2 separate regions of the Ovis aries genome follow, and region 1 is linked to region 2. Evidence: chromatin contacts called from public Hi-C data. All regions are on one chromosome and are shown on one strand. The core of a region is the stretch at or near the end of the contact, and the rest is flanking DNA. Distances in the headings are between cores, read along the strand shown.

What was found. A called contact is a pair of places that touch in the nucleus more often than the background predicts.
Region 1: a contact with region 2 is called in a Hi-C map of blood, with 2.0 times the contacts expected there. The contact joins the enhancer-like site here to the promoter of CIC in region 2. A contact is called at or near these places in 2 of 16 Hi-C or Micro-C datasets (both in blood).

What each region holds. Positions count from the first base shown.
Region 1 is chr14:50,641,798-50,648,525 of ARS-UI_Ramb_v3.0, forward strand. DEDD2 (death effector domain containing 2) reads left to right here. Exons shown (of 5, transcript XM_004015286.5): 5 at 4,735-5,936. The coding sequence ends at 5,126. Among named protein-coding and RNA genes, the nearest start is that of DEDD2, 13 kb to the left of the region's middle. Within about 2 kb of position 4,579, at least 19 of the 54 cell types and tissues checked have an H3K27ac peak or open chromatin away from gene starts, as enhancers often do.
Region 2 is chr14:50,586,567-50,593,237 of ARS-UI_Ramb_v3.0, forward strand. It overlaps CIC (capicua transcriptional repressor), which reads right to left and starts at 4,227. Exons shown (of 21, transcript XM_042230945.1): 1 at 3,724-4,227; 2 at 1-999. The coding sequence starts at 988.

The DNA.
Region 1 (6,728 bases), core at 3,329-5,828, 56 kb after region 2:
TGGAGTCCTAACCACTGGACTGCCAAGGAAGTCTCTTTTTTTCCCAAGCTCACTTCCTAAGTGCTGGTGTGCTCTTCTTTCCGGAAGCAGGCGGAGGTTGTTACTGCCTCAGTGGCCGTGTGTCCCCGCTGTCCCTCCCTGTCCATTAGTTCAGGAAAGTTGAAGGACTTCTGCCTGTGCCTTGGGGAAGAACCTGGAGCCAAGGCAGGCCGGGCTGTTGTCCAGAGGAGGTGCTGGCATTGGGGGCAGAGTCTGTCCCTTAGTGCTGGCTGGCGGCTGCTGTCTGCTGGGTACCCATCCTGTTGGTCCCCAGACTTTCCTGTTACTAACTCCCGGAGGGGAGACCTGAGTGAGAGTTGTCCCTGGCCTCCAGCCATATGCAACACATGGTCCGGCATGCATGGTGGCTTACCTGCTCTCCTGTGGCCTGTGTCCCTCAAACCTTCCCTGATTCCCCACTGGAAAGCCCCTCCCATTCCCCTCTGGGGCCCATTTTGCCCCCAAAGAGAGACTGATGAGGTGTGGGGTAGGGAAGCCAAGGGGGCGCTGGTGCCCACTTGAGTGCAAGAGGCAGAAGCAGCTCTCCTCTCCAAGAAAACCTGGCCCTGCCCTCCACCCTGGCGGCAGGCAGCATTTCCTACCTGTGGAGAGGGACTGCAGGCAAAAGCTCGGTGTTCCTGGCCCGAGGAAAGTATTCAGCTACCTCTGGCTTTCCCCCAGTGCTCCCTGGCTCTGTTCCTGACCCCCTTGCTGCTTGCTGTCCTGAGGCCACTTCCTTCCTGCTGCTTGCAGGGGACTCATTACCTGCCAGGCACTGACCTCAGTCTGCCCTTTACCTGCATCCAGCCTTGTCATCCTCACAGTGGCCCCATGAGAACAGGTGCTGGGGTGAGGTGGTTTTATGGAGGAGGCCACTGAGGTGCAGAGACGTGCGGTCAGCTTGGAAGACCCGAGACTTTCCGCCTCCCCGGCCTGCCAGGGCGCAATCAGCCCGGCCCCTCCTGGTGTCCCCTTGTACCCTTTTCCAGTGTGATCCGCTCATGCTGCCCCCCAGCCTCATGAACCCCCCAAGTTCATGCTCTGCCTCTGGGCTTTCACAAACACTGATCTCTCTTCTGGGAAAGCCGCTGTTCTCTTTTCACTGCTTGCTTGCCTCGACCTCTTGTCCTCCTTCACGTTGCACTTCCAATAGCATTTCCTGGAGAGGTTGTCTCTGATCATTTTGATCTAAATTACAACTCGCACTCTATAATTTTCTCTCCTGACCCTTGGAATGTCTTTTAATTATAGACTTCTGTGTATGGTTGTGTGAGAGGCAGCACACAGTTTAGGGATAGTTGAGAGCTTGGGCTCTAGAGGCAAGCATCTAGGTTGGAATTCCAGCTCTGCCATTTCCTGCCTGTGTGGCCCAGGGCAGGTGACTCTCTGCCTTAGTTTCCTCATCTACAAAAAGGGGACAGCAGCACAGCCTCATAAGGTTGCAGGCATCATCAAAAGGGTCACCAGGTGTAAAGGAGTATTTGGTGCAGTAAGTACTGAATGTCACGTGTGCTGTGGCCTTCCCAGGTGGCGCAGTGGTAAAGAATCTACCAGGCAGTGCAGGAGATGCAAGAGATGCGGGTTCAGTCCCTGGGTTGGGAAGATCCCTTGGAGTAGAAATGGCAATCTGCTGCAGTATTCTTGTCTGGAAAATTTCATGGACTGAGGAGGCTGGCGGGCTACAGTCCATGGGGTCGTGAAGAGTCAGACATGACTGACCACAGGAGAGCACACAGGGTGTGACCCGCACAGAGTGCTCCTTGGTTGCGGCTCACAGGTCTTCCAGTCCTACTTGTGTCTCCCCAGCGCTCCTGGCACTTAGTAAATACCTGTCAAACAGAAGAATGAAAGGGATGTGCGGGTCCCCCCGGTCCAGTCCTCCTTCCTCCCTGACCGTGCCCGGTGGGCTCTGTGTGAATAGACAGGCTCTCCCACAGGTCTAGTAGCTGGCTGTGCTTAGGGGAAATGCCAGCTAGGGGGCGGCTGCAGGCCCCAGGCTGCAAGTGAGCCAGGCCTTGGTGGGTGATGGGCATTCTGGGCAGTAGAGATGGCCAGCTCATTCTGTGAGTAAGGCTTGTGCTGGGAGCACTGCCCTTGTGACTGGAGGGCAGCGTATGGAGGATGGAGCTGGGATTGCAGGAGGAGACGAGGGAGGACACTGGCTCGGGCCCAGGTGAGCGGGCGCAGGGCCTAGGCAGGGGCCATGGGGGTAGAGGGGAGTGTCGAAATCACAGTTCCTGTTTTTGGGGTGCCTTCTGTGCCTAGGCTCTGGGTCGAATGCTTCATGCGCTGCCTAATTTGATCCTCATGACCCCGTCGTGCAGCAGGGACCTCTTGTTTGTTTATGTTTTTCAGATGGGGAAGCTGAGGCTCAGAGAGGTGAGGTCACATGCCCAAGGCCCCACAGCTAGAGAGTGGCAGAGCCGGGACTCGCCTCAAGGTCTGTCATTCTCCGCCACCTGGCTCTGTGCCTCTGCTGCTGAGCACCCCCGTGTGGCCTTGGACAGGTGCTGCTCCCCCCCGGTCCCCTGCTTCCCAGCTCATGCCTGTTGAGGGCCTGGTCAGACACTCAGAGGTGTCAAGGATGTGGGCCCAGAAGTCTTGTCTGATCCTAGGATGGAGGGAGCCAGGCCTGCATGTCGTGGGAAGTCCTGGGGGTCGAGGCTGAGCAGGTTTTCCTAGGCCTCGAGCAGAGAGGGTCAGCTTCCCCTTGAGGCAGAAAGAGGAAGCGTTTGGGGTTTGGGGTGGGAGGAGGAAGTGGGTGGTGCTGAGAAGTTGCCTGGGGAAGCGGGGACCTGCCTGCTGCTTTCTGCTCTGCAGCTGACACAGTCTCTGAAAGGTGAAAGGAGTCAGGGACCTGACACTCCCCTCCCAGAGCTTCATCGGCCTCGTCAGTCAAAAATGGTGAACGTGCCCCTGCATCTGAGCTGCTGGTGCCTGCCCTTCTGTAGCACCCGCTGGCGGACGGTCGTCTGAATAACCCTCTCCAGGAGGGACTGTCCCCTGGTTTAGGCAAGACCCTGGGCTCAAGAGAGGTGGTGACTTGTTTCAGGTCACATAGCTAGTGCCTGAAGGGTCTTGGGGTGGGATCAGCTCCACTGACCTGAAGCTGCTGTCTGGGGCATGGGAGGGTCACTGCCCTCTGATCCTCGCACTGTCACGCTACCATTCCCTGTCTGTGGGACCTTGGGCAGGTCACTTCTCTGTGCTTTCATTTGTTGTTCAGTCGCTAAGTCATGTCTGACTCTTTGCGACCCCATGAACTGCAGCAGGCCAGGCTTCCCTGTTCTTCACCATTTCCTGCAGTTTGCTCAAACTCATGTCCATGAAGTAAGTGATGGCATCCAACCATCTCATCCTCTGTTGTCCCCTTTTCCTCATCTGCCTTCATTTCCTTATCTGTAAATTGGGGGGATACTAGGGCCTGCCTCACAGGGTCGTTTGAGGATTAAATGAATTCATATGACTCTGCTGCTTGTCATTTCCAGCTTACACTTGATCCTCAGGGCAGCCTGTGTTGTGAGTGGGTATCAGTAGTCAGCAGTCAGATTCACAGGTGGGAGTTCAGTGATTCCACTGAACTGAGGGGAAGGGATATGCCTGAGGTCACGTTTACAGAGATGGCCTTGGAAGTCCCACGTCCCACCCCCTGCCCAGAGCTGCCACGTCATTTGGGTGGATGTGGGCAGGGTTATAAGTGACAGACATACCTCAGACTGGCTTAAGCAGAAAGGAAATTGATCAGAGCTGAAAATCCAGGTGCTCCATGTACACATGATGAACTCAGGAGTCTTTTCCTGTCTGTCTCTGGCCTTGTATAGGTTTCCTTCTCCCCGCCCCTGGCAGAATGGCCCCCAGCAGGCCTGGGCTCAGAGCCCACCTTCTGGGCAGCCTTTGTGGAACGAGAGTGCCTGCTTCTGTAGAGCCAGCCCAATTTGGCCTTGAGTCTCCTGGGCCTGGTGCCTGCCTTGGTGGGTGGGGGCCTGAGGATATGGTTGGGAGAAGAGGGGGACGGCTGGTTACTTAAAAGCCAATCCATTTACTCATGCGTTGGTTCTTTCACAAATGTGTATTGAGTACCTACCATGTGCCACGAGGCTACCTATACAAGTGAACAAGAAACAAAAATCCCTTCAGGGAGCTCACAGTGGGGGCAGATAGGTGATTAGCTTGACAGTGAATGAAAGCTCGGGGTGGGTTAGAAGATGCTAAGTGCCGGGGGAGGAAATGGAGCAGAAATGGAATGGGGTCTGGGAAGTGCAGAGGCCCAGGGGCGGTGGTAGGTTGGATGGTCGGAATAGGATCATTGGGAAGGCGGCACTTGAACCTGAAGGAGATGAGAGAATAAGTCCTGCAGACACTGAGGAGAGAACGGACAGTGGGGAGAGACCATCCCTAGCTGGAAGACGGGAGGGCCAGAGCCAGGCGGAACCTGCTGGGTGTTGGGGGGAGGAGCACGGAGGTGGCGTGGCTGGAGTGGGGCACGTGAGGGGAAGCACAGGGCCAGCAGGTCAGGAGGGAGCAGGTCAGACCGCAAGAGCAAGCCCAAGCGAGCGAGGGTGTCACCCACACTTGGGTGTGGTTACCAGGAGGAGGAAGGATGTAGGGCCGGGGCAGTGCAACTCACGCTGAGGCGCAGCGGGGAGGGGAGGGCGGGTGGCGGCCCCTCCCTGACCAGTCCCTCGTTCTCCGCAGACATCCGGCTCAGGGTGCGAGCAGAGTACTGTGAACACGGGCCAGCCTTGGAGCAGGGCGTGGCCTCGCGGCGGCCCCAGGCACTGGCTCGGCAGTTGGACGTGTTTGGGCAGGCCACCGCGGTGCTGCGCTCCCGGGACCTGGGCTCCGTGGTGTGCGACATCAAGTTCTCCGAGCTCTCCTACCTGGACGCCTTCTGGGGCGACTACCTGAGCGGTGCCCTGCTGCAGGCCCTGCGGGGCGTGTTCCTGACTGAGGCGCTACGCGAGGCGGTGGGCCGGGAGGCCGTCCGCCTGCTGGTCAGCGTGGACGAGGCCGACTACGAAGCTGGCCGGCGCCGCCTGCTGCTGATGGAGGAGGAGGGGGGACAGCGCTCGCCCGAGGCCTCCTGATCCTGAATGTGGCAGGACTGACCCCACCTCCTCGCCTCTGGGCCACCTTCTCCCTGGGAGGATGTCGACCATCTCTGCCCCTAGAGGACTGTCACTCCAGCAGTGCCGCAGACTCTGACAGACACCAGGCCCCTCGCTAGACCCTCCCATAGGATGTGGGCTCTGAGGCCTAAACCACTTCCAGCTGAGTTTCCTTCCTGGTCTCCCCCCACCCCCTACCCCACCCTTAGGTGTGTTCCTTCAGCTTCAGCAGGCCAGGGGCTCAGGCATGCAGATCTGAAAGGAAGGGAGGCATAGCCCCTCTCACCAACGGCCCCTTGCACATTGTCTCCCACGCCTGGGCTGTGTGTGTGCACTCACATTACCCTCTCTGAAACCACCCCTGGGCGCCTGCCCTGGCCTGCTCCACTTACTTCTTTGGCCTTCAGGCTTCTCTCTCAGGATCTCTGATTATACGGTCCCTCAGCCCTGAGCTTCAGCCACACCAGTGGGCACTGGAGCTGGGGTGCACCAGGGGCCTGCTCACCTTGCCCACACATCTCTACAGCCAGCTGGGGCTCCACCCACGAACCTGGCCTCCACTCTCTCCTGCTCCTTGAAGTTGGACACAGACTTGCACACAGATCTGTGCCCAGGGTGTCACGTGTGTGTTGCAGCCACATCAGACCAAATGTGTTGTTTCCTAGGAGGCCAGGCCAAGGATCCAGCTTCCTTCTCAGAAAAGGGGGAGGCAAAGGCTTGGGGCTGTTGGCCAAGGCCTTGTACCAATGGCACCAATAAAACTGCCCTGGATGGGGCACAAGGTGGGCAGCAGGGCTGTACTCTTTCTTCATGGGCTGGAGGAAGGAGCTGGTGAGAACCAGGGCCGGCATCAGTCCCAGAGTTCCTGGCCTGGTGTCGGGCTGGAGGGTGGGCAGGATGCTGGACCATCATGTGCTGGCTGCTGCCCCAGTCTTGCCCTCCTCTTGGGTTCAGTTTCCTCATCTATCGAAGGAGGAGATACTGCCTTGGAATCACAAAGGCTCTCCCAGGCTTACTCACACATGCTTTGTTCTGGTATGTTCTGGGGAGTGCTGGCATTTTTAACCCTCAGTGAGGAGGGCCAGCTTCTTATCTTCCAAGGCCAACAGAGTTCCAAGGGTTTGGAAACCAAAGGGCTCAGCAGCCGGTGTTCTCTGCCTAGAAAGCATCTCCAAGTGGCTCTCCACTCCTCACACCTTCTAGGCAGTTATCTTAAAACCTGGATCTCTGTTCCTCCTCCTGAGGGCAAGTATTTCTTCCTGGTATCCTATGGCTACAGCTGAGGTTGTAGCTTCTTACTCTTTACCCACTCCTTGTTTAAGACTGTAGGAACTCAAGTTTCTTACACAATATCCAGGGTTTTCCTTCCTAGGGGAGAAGGGGCCCAGGGATGGGGTGGGCAGGGGTTCCCAACTGCTGGCTTTTCCTGGGGGAAAGGATGCGCTACGCATACCTGAGAGTCCCTTGGACTGCAGGGAGATCAAATCCTAAAGGAAATCAGTCCTGAATATTCATTGGAAGGACTGATGCTGAAACTGAAGCTCCAATACTTTGGCCACCTGATGCGAAGAACTGACTCAT
Region 2 (6,671 bases), core at 2,977-5,476:
CCCACACCGCCTCCTCGGGCTCCCGGTGTGGTGGCGGAGGCAGCTGCGGCAGGGCGGCTGGGCCCAGCTGGGAGCTGGGGCCAGGGCCAAAGCGGACCTTGTAGGCGGCGGGCTTGGTGGCCACCTCCACCACCACACCCTCCCGGTAGGCTGCCATGCCAGGCTCCACGCAGGTACAGACCGCTGTGCCCACCGCCAGCGCCCCTGGTGGGGGTGTGGCATCCAGAACCACATCCACACCCCCGCCAGGCACCCCCTCATAGAAAGTCAGGGCCCGGTCCCCATGGAACTGCACACCCAGGTCCTGGCTTCGGCGCACCTGGCGCACCACAGCCGGCAGGAAGAGGCCGTCCCCGCGCCGAGCCAGGACTCGCTGGGACCGTAGCTGCCGCAGGTCGTAGCCCCCGCTGGTGCTGCCAGGGGGCCAGGGGCCCAGACCACAGGCTTCGGCCGCCTCATCCTCCAGATCGGCTGAGTGCTCGCTGGCTGTGTCGGTGGAGGAGGAGCGCGTGGAGGTGGGTGGCCGTGGAGGCACCCCCAGGGCGCCAGCTTCCTCGGGGGTCCGTGCCCGCTCTTCAGGGGCACCCGCCGCTGCACTGCTGCCGCTGCCGGCGCCATGCTCCTCCACATACTTCTTCTTGGGCGCTCGTGACTTGAACGTGGCCGTCTTTCGGCTGAGTGATGGCTCCCAGCGGCCCGCCTCCCCCTCCACCTTGGGTTCTTCGGCTGGGCCTGGGGCCGAGTCATCGGCTTGCAGCTCCTGGGGCAAGCCCTCGGCCCCCGGGCCCCGCTCAGCTTCCTCCTCCTCGCCCTCCTCAGCCTCTTCTGGCCCCGGCTGTTGCTGCTGCGCCTCGTCGTCTTCCTCCTCTGGCTTGTCCCCCTCCCCAGCCCCTCGCCGCCTCAGGGCCTTGGCCCTGGTGGCTGGTGGGGACTTGCCACTGCTGCCAGAACCTGGAAGGCTGGTGCACGCCTTTTTCATGGGCTTCATCTTTTGTCCGCCTGCCGGGTGAGAGGATAGACAGGGATCATTGGGAGCAACCTCAGGAACCCCCCCTAGACCCAGTGTCCCCCGAGACTTCCCACTTGCTAGGGTTACTTCCTCAACTCCATGATCCCCAAGGTCTCCTGCCTGGCTGTGTTCAACTCCTGTGGGCCCCTGGCCGGCACCCAGACACAGACTGGCACCCATATGCCCTGAGCTATATGCTCTGGTTCCTTGGGAACACTCACATACTCTGCTTTCTCGGCAGAGGACAGTAGGTGCAGGCACACACTCTGACTGCCCCAAGGGAACCACGACTAAAAGTAACAGTTCATACCTATGGAGCACTCACTCTGTGCCAAGCCCTGGGCTAGACTTGCCTTTATTAACCTATTGCATCCTCACCACAGCCCTAAGAGGCGGATGCTACCATCAGCTGCATTTACACGGGAGGAAATTGGGGCACAGAGAGATCAAGCCACTCGTCCACATCCATCCGGCTGGGAAATGGCAGAGCTGAGATCTGGACCCAGGTAATCTGGCCCCAGAGTCTGTGCTCCTAACCATTTCAGTGTGCTGCCTGTCACATGATCCAGAGGGCACGCTTCCTTGCACTGTCACTGCCCAGAGAACACACGCACTCACACACACAAATGTACAAGCACACAGTCACAGAAAGGGAGGTGACTGGGCTGCGATGTGAGCCTCTCTCTACCACCCCCACCCCAGCCCCGGACAGCCTGGCATGGCCAGGCATTGTGGGAAGGAGTGGGCAGCTGCAAGTCCCAAGGGACAGCTGCCCACTCTGTTCTGCACCCCAGGCCTGCCAGGTACAGCCATCTCCCTAGATCCTGGCAGAGAACAGGCAGGGGCACGTCTGGGGCAAGAGCTCATACCCAGTGCTACCACAGGGCTGTACATAAGTGCGCGCACACACACACACACACATAGCACACACACACACACACACAGAGACACACACATCACACAGTGGGACACAGGGCTACACCCCAGGGTTTCACGGTCCCTCTGGATGGGAGCCTGCCCCTCCCCCCACAGCACCCAGCGTGATACCCGAAAGCCCAGCCACCCCCCTTCTGGCCTGCTTGCATCCCCGCCCTGCCCGGGCTGGCTCTGGCAGGGTGGCTGAGCTGACTAGGCCCCCCTGGTCCCCAAATATGCCCTCGGACTCCAGGTGGGGGTAAGTGGGAGAAGGTCAAAGACAGCAGGACAAGCCCAGCAGGCCAACCTCACCCACTTCCTGAACAGTCATTACTGCCCGCCCCCTTTCAGGCTGCCCTGAGAGAAGAGAAGGGAAAAAACTTCACTCTGAAGTGACTAAAAGAACCTGAGAGGCCAAAAAGGGGGCCCCCGGCAGGGTTGGGGGACCCAGGACCATAAGCCAAAGAAGATCCGAGGCACCCCTGACTCAGCCTTCAGGCTCCCCCGGGACCCCGACCTCATGCTCTCCCACTTGGGGCCTGCTGCTGCTTAGGAACCTGCAGTCCCAGGCTGCCCCTTCTCTGAGACAATCCTGGGGTCCTCTCGGGCAGAGGCTGGGGGCCCCAGGGCTTCTCACAATGCGGCAGGCACCCAAGTATCCAGGAGTTGGACAGCCACCACCACCTTTTCCCACTGGCCCGCTGGGCCACCGTCCTGGGCACTGAGACCGGGCCCAACACAAACCTTTGCATACCCCACCCAGGGCCTACAACCACACTGCCTGGTCCAAGTTCTTCACACCAGAAACCAAGCCTCTTTTTTTCCCCTGGGGCCTACTCTCTTCCTGTCCACCCTCTCAGGATAACTCCCACCCAAGGCCCTCTTGGGCCCTCACCTCCCTCAGAATCTAAGCAGTAACTCCTGAAGCCCAGGCTGGCCTAGGCTTCTCAGGGTCTCATGTCCTCTGCTCCCATCAGGCCTCCTGACACCAGCATCTCTGCCACTCTCTTTCCCATCCTGTCACCATCTCTATCTCCACCTCTCTCTTCACAGGCCCTAGGCCCCCTCCTCTGTCACTCCCTCCTTGTCACCCTCATCTATCTCTGTCACCCCCTCCTCCCAGTCACTCTCATGTCAGCCATCTCTGGACCTGTCACCTTCTCTCCCCATCACCTCTCCTTGTCACCCCCTCCAACTCTGTCCCCTCTCTATCCCTGTCACCCTGATCTAGACCTGTCACCCCTCCATTCCTGTTACCAAGTCTCTGCCCACCACCCCCTCGTCACCCTTTTTCTGTCACTCCTTCTCCCCACCACTTCCTCTACTCTATCCCACCTTCCCATCATCCCACTCACCCCTTTTCCCCTGTACCCCTTCCCCGTCCCTGCCACCTGTCCCCTCTCGGCCCCCAGCACCCCAAATCCCCCCTGCCTGTGTCAGCCCTGGCCCCGCCCCTCACCTCGGGCTCAGCGGGGTTTCGGGGCGGGGGGCCGTGGCCCCGGCTCGGTCCGGTCCGGTCCCTCCCCGCCCCCCCTCCGGCTCTCCCTCTCGATTCTCCCTTTTTTTTTTACTCCAACACACAAAATGGTGAATGGACCTGCAACAGCTGGAGCAGTCAGCCAATCAGCGGCCACAACCCCGCTGACCGGCGCCGTCCTAGACCAATAGATACTCAGAGCTTGGTCGGCTCCGCCTCTCAATGACGAGCGACGCTTGCCACAGCCAATCGTGCCCACCCGGCAGCGCGAGGGGGTGGGGCCAAAGTCCAAGATCGGCCTCCCTCTGGGACCGACACCAACCTGAGCCTACGACCGCCCGATCAGCCTAGGGTCCTGCCCTACAAGAAGTGATGGACATCAACATTGACCAACCGTAGTCCGTCTTAGTTCAGAATGACGAATACAGTACCCAGTCGTCTTACACTCTAGGCCGGAACCCAGCCTCTATGAAGGACAGTAGCCAATGAAGTGCAAGAAGGCGGGGCTAAGGGACCGGCTCTCCAATGAGCAGGCTTGGAAGGCGTGGCCTGAGCGTTTGTTGACCGGCTGGTCGCAATTCCTGCTGGGAGTGATAGTCTTCTTACGTCTCTGGCCCATAGTCGACAGTACATGGCAGACTACAACTCCCATGTGACAGAGTGCCTGGAGCTCTGAAGAACCCGTGCGAGGAGAAAAAGTCGAAAGGGCAGTTCCTCGTGAGTCTCACTGGACGCCAGGAGCATCTTAGACCCAGGGCCCCGACTCACCCGGATTCCCGGCTCTGGCGTCGCTGCTGGCTCCTCTCAGTGGCGGCGGTAGCGGCTCAAGGGGGAGGTGCGAGGAGCAGCCAACCGCCACCCTCGAGCCCCGTACCCAATCAGCAGCGGTCGGGGCGGTGCAATGACCTCACCGGGTTCTACTCTCTTACCCCTCCCCCATGTGGTTGTTGCTGCCGGTAGCTGGGAGTAGGGAAGTTTGGGGGGGGAGGGAAGGAGCATAAGTGATGTCACCTTTCCCCCGTTTGATTGGCTGCCGGGTGGCCGCGACTACAACCAATCAACAGTCTCAGAAAGTCTGGCGCGGCCCCGCGGAAAGCCCTGTTGCCATCGGGAGGGTAGAGAACTAGCACTTGTGTGGTGGCGCGCGCTGCGGAGTTGTCTCCGCGCGTGGCCTGGGGCTTGGTGACCCTGGGGACAGGCCACCTTCCCCAAGACTTTGACATTTAGGGCGGCTCAGTTTTCTGATAGCGCCCCTGGGCGTGGGGTGAGAGGAAGGCTTGAGATGGGGAAATACAGCCCTTCGTGGAGCATCACTGCCTTCCGTGCAGAGCTTACACTTTGTAGGTGTTCACACCTGCTGGGGGGAGGGATCACACTGGGGTTGGGAGGAGAAGGATATGCCCTGTTGGTAGTAGATTCCTGCTGCCCAGATACGGGGTTCACACCAGATATGAAGAAAATGCACCCAGACTATTGCAGGGCCGTACGCCTATAACATTCACACTACAAGTGAGAGAGTATATTGTGACATGGTCAGTTCACTTTGAGCTATAGGGAAATCTCAGTTGTCCAGTGGGATTCACTGAGTATGAAGGAGATTGACATTATCCACGAGATTCACATTATCAGCTGTCCACAGATTTCCCTTGAGAGTGGCAGAAATTTCACTGTCTGCAAGAAGTTCACACTGGGAAAGAGTCCTACACTATTTCTTATGCTATTATATTACAGGGTTTCCCAGGTGGCTCAGTGGTAAAGAGTCCGCCTGCCAATGCAGGAGATATGAGTTCAGTCCCTGGGTCAGGAAGATCCCCTGGAGAAGGGAATGGCAACACACTCCAGTATTCTCGGAATATCCCATGAACAGAGGAGCCTGGCGGGCTACAGTCCATGGGGCTGCAAAGAGTCAGAGGCAGGTTAGCAACTGAACACACTATATTATGTCATGAGTTATACTACCTTATACTGTCCTATTATTACTGCTATTTTAATATCATTCTAAAAGAGAGTTTGCACTTCCATATTGAGTGGGCCCATACTGAGTAGGCCCATATTGAATGGGCCCTGAGTTGAGGGAAATTTTACAGAGCTGTTTATACTATGCCCATAGGGTAGACGTTAGCTCAGTTCAGTTGCTCAGTCATGTCCGACTCTTTGCAACGCCATGAACTGCAGCATGCCAGGCTTCCTTGTCCATCACCAACTCCCAGAGTCCACCCAAACCCATGTCCATTGAGTCAGTGATGCCATTCAACCGTCTCATCCTCTGTTGTCCCCTTCTCCTCATGCCCTGAAATCTTTCCCAGCATCGGGGTCTTTTCAAATGAGTCAACTCTTCACATCAGGTGGCCAAAAGTACTGGAGTTTCAGCTTCAACATTAGTCCTTCCAATGAACACCCAGGGCTGATCTCCTTTAGGATAGACTGGTTGGATCTCCTTGCAGTCCAAGGGACTCTCAAGAGTCTTCTCCAGCACCACAGTTCAAAAGCTTCAATTCTTCGGCACTCAGCTTTCTTTATAGTCCAACTCTCATATCCATACATGACCACTGGAAAACCATAGCCTTGAGTAGATGGACCTTTGTTGACAAAGTAATGTCTCTGCTTTTTAATATGCTATCTAGCTTGGTCATAACTTTCATTCCAAGGAGTAACTGTCTTTTAATTTCATAGCTGCAATCACCACCTGCAGTGATTTTGGAGCCCAGAAAAATAAAGTCAGCCATTGTTTCCACTGTTTCCCCATCTATTTGCCATGAAGTGATGGGACCAGATGCAATGATCTTAGGTTTCTGAATGTTGAGCTTTAAGCCAACTTTTTCACTCTCCTCTTTTCACTTTCAAGAGGCTCTTTAGTTCTTCTTCACTTTCTGCCATAAGGGTGGTGTCATCTGCATAGCTGAGTATGGGTGGGTCTGAACAAACTTATATTCATCAGAGAGTTCCCACAGCACATTTAGGTAGACCCTTGGAAAATGGTTCATGCTGTCCCACAGGTGTTCACAGCAGCCACAGAAAGTTCCCCATGCTTAGTGATGTTCACTGTCTGTGTTAACTTTGTCACAGATATGAAAGAGATTAAGTATACTGTCCATGGGGAGGTGCATATTGGGCCAAAGTTTACATAGCCCATTGGGAGCTTACGTGGTGTTGGGGAGGGGAGGATTTCCATTGATTGGGATGGTGTTTCATGCTCCACAGTTAATCTGTATCAGGCATGAGGGAGAATTAGACTCAATGAGCTCTGCAGTCTCCACAAAGAAATTCACT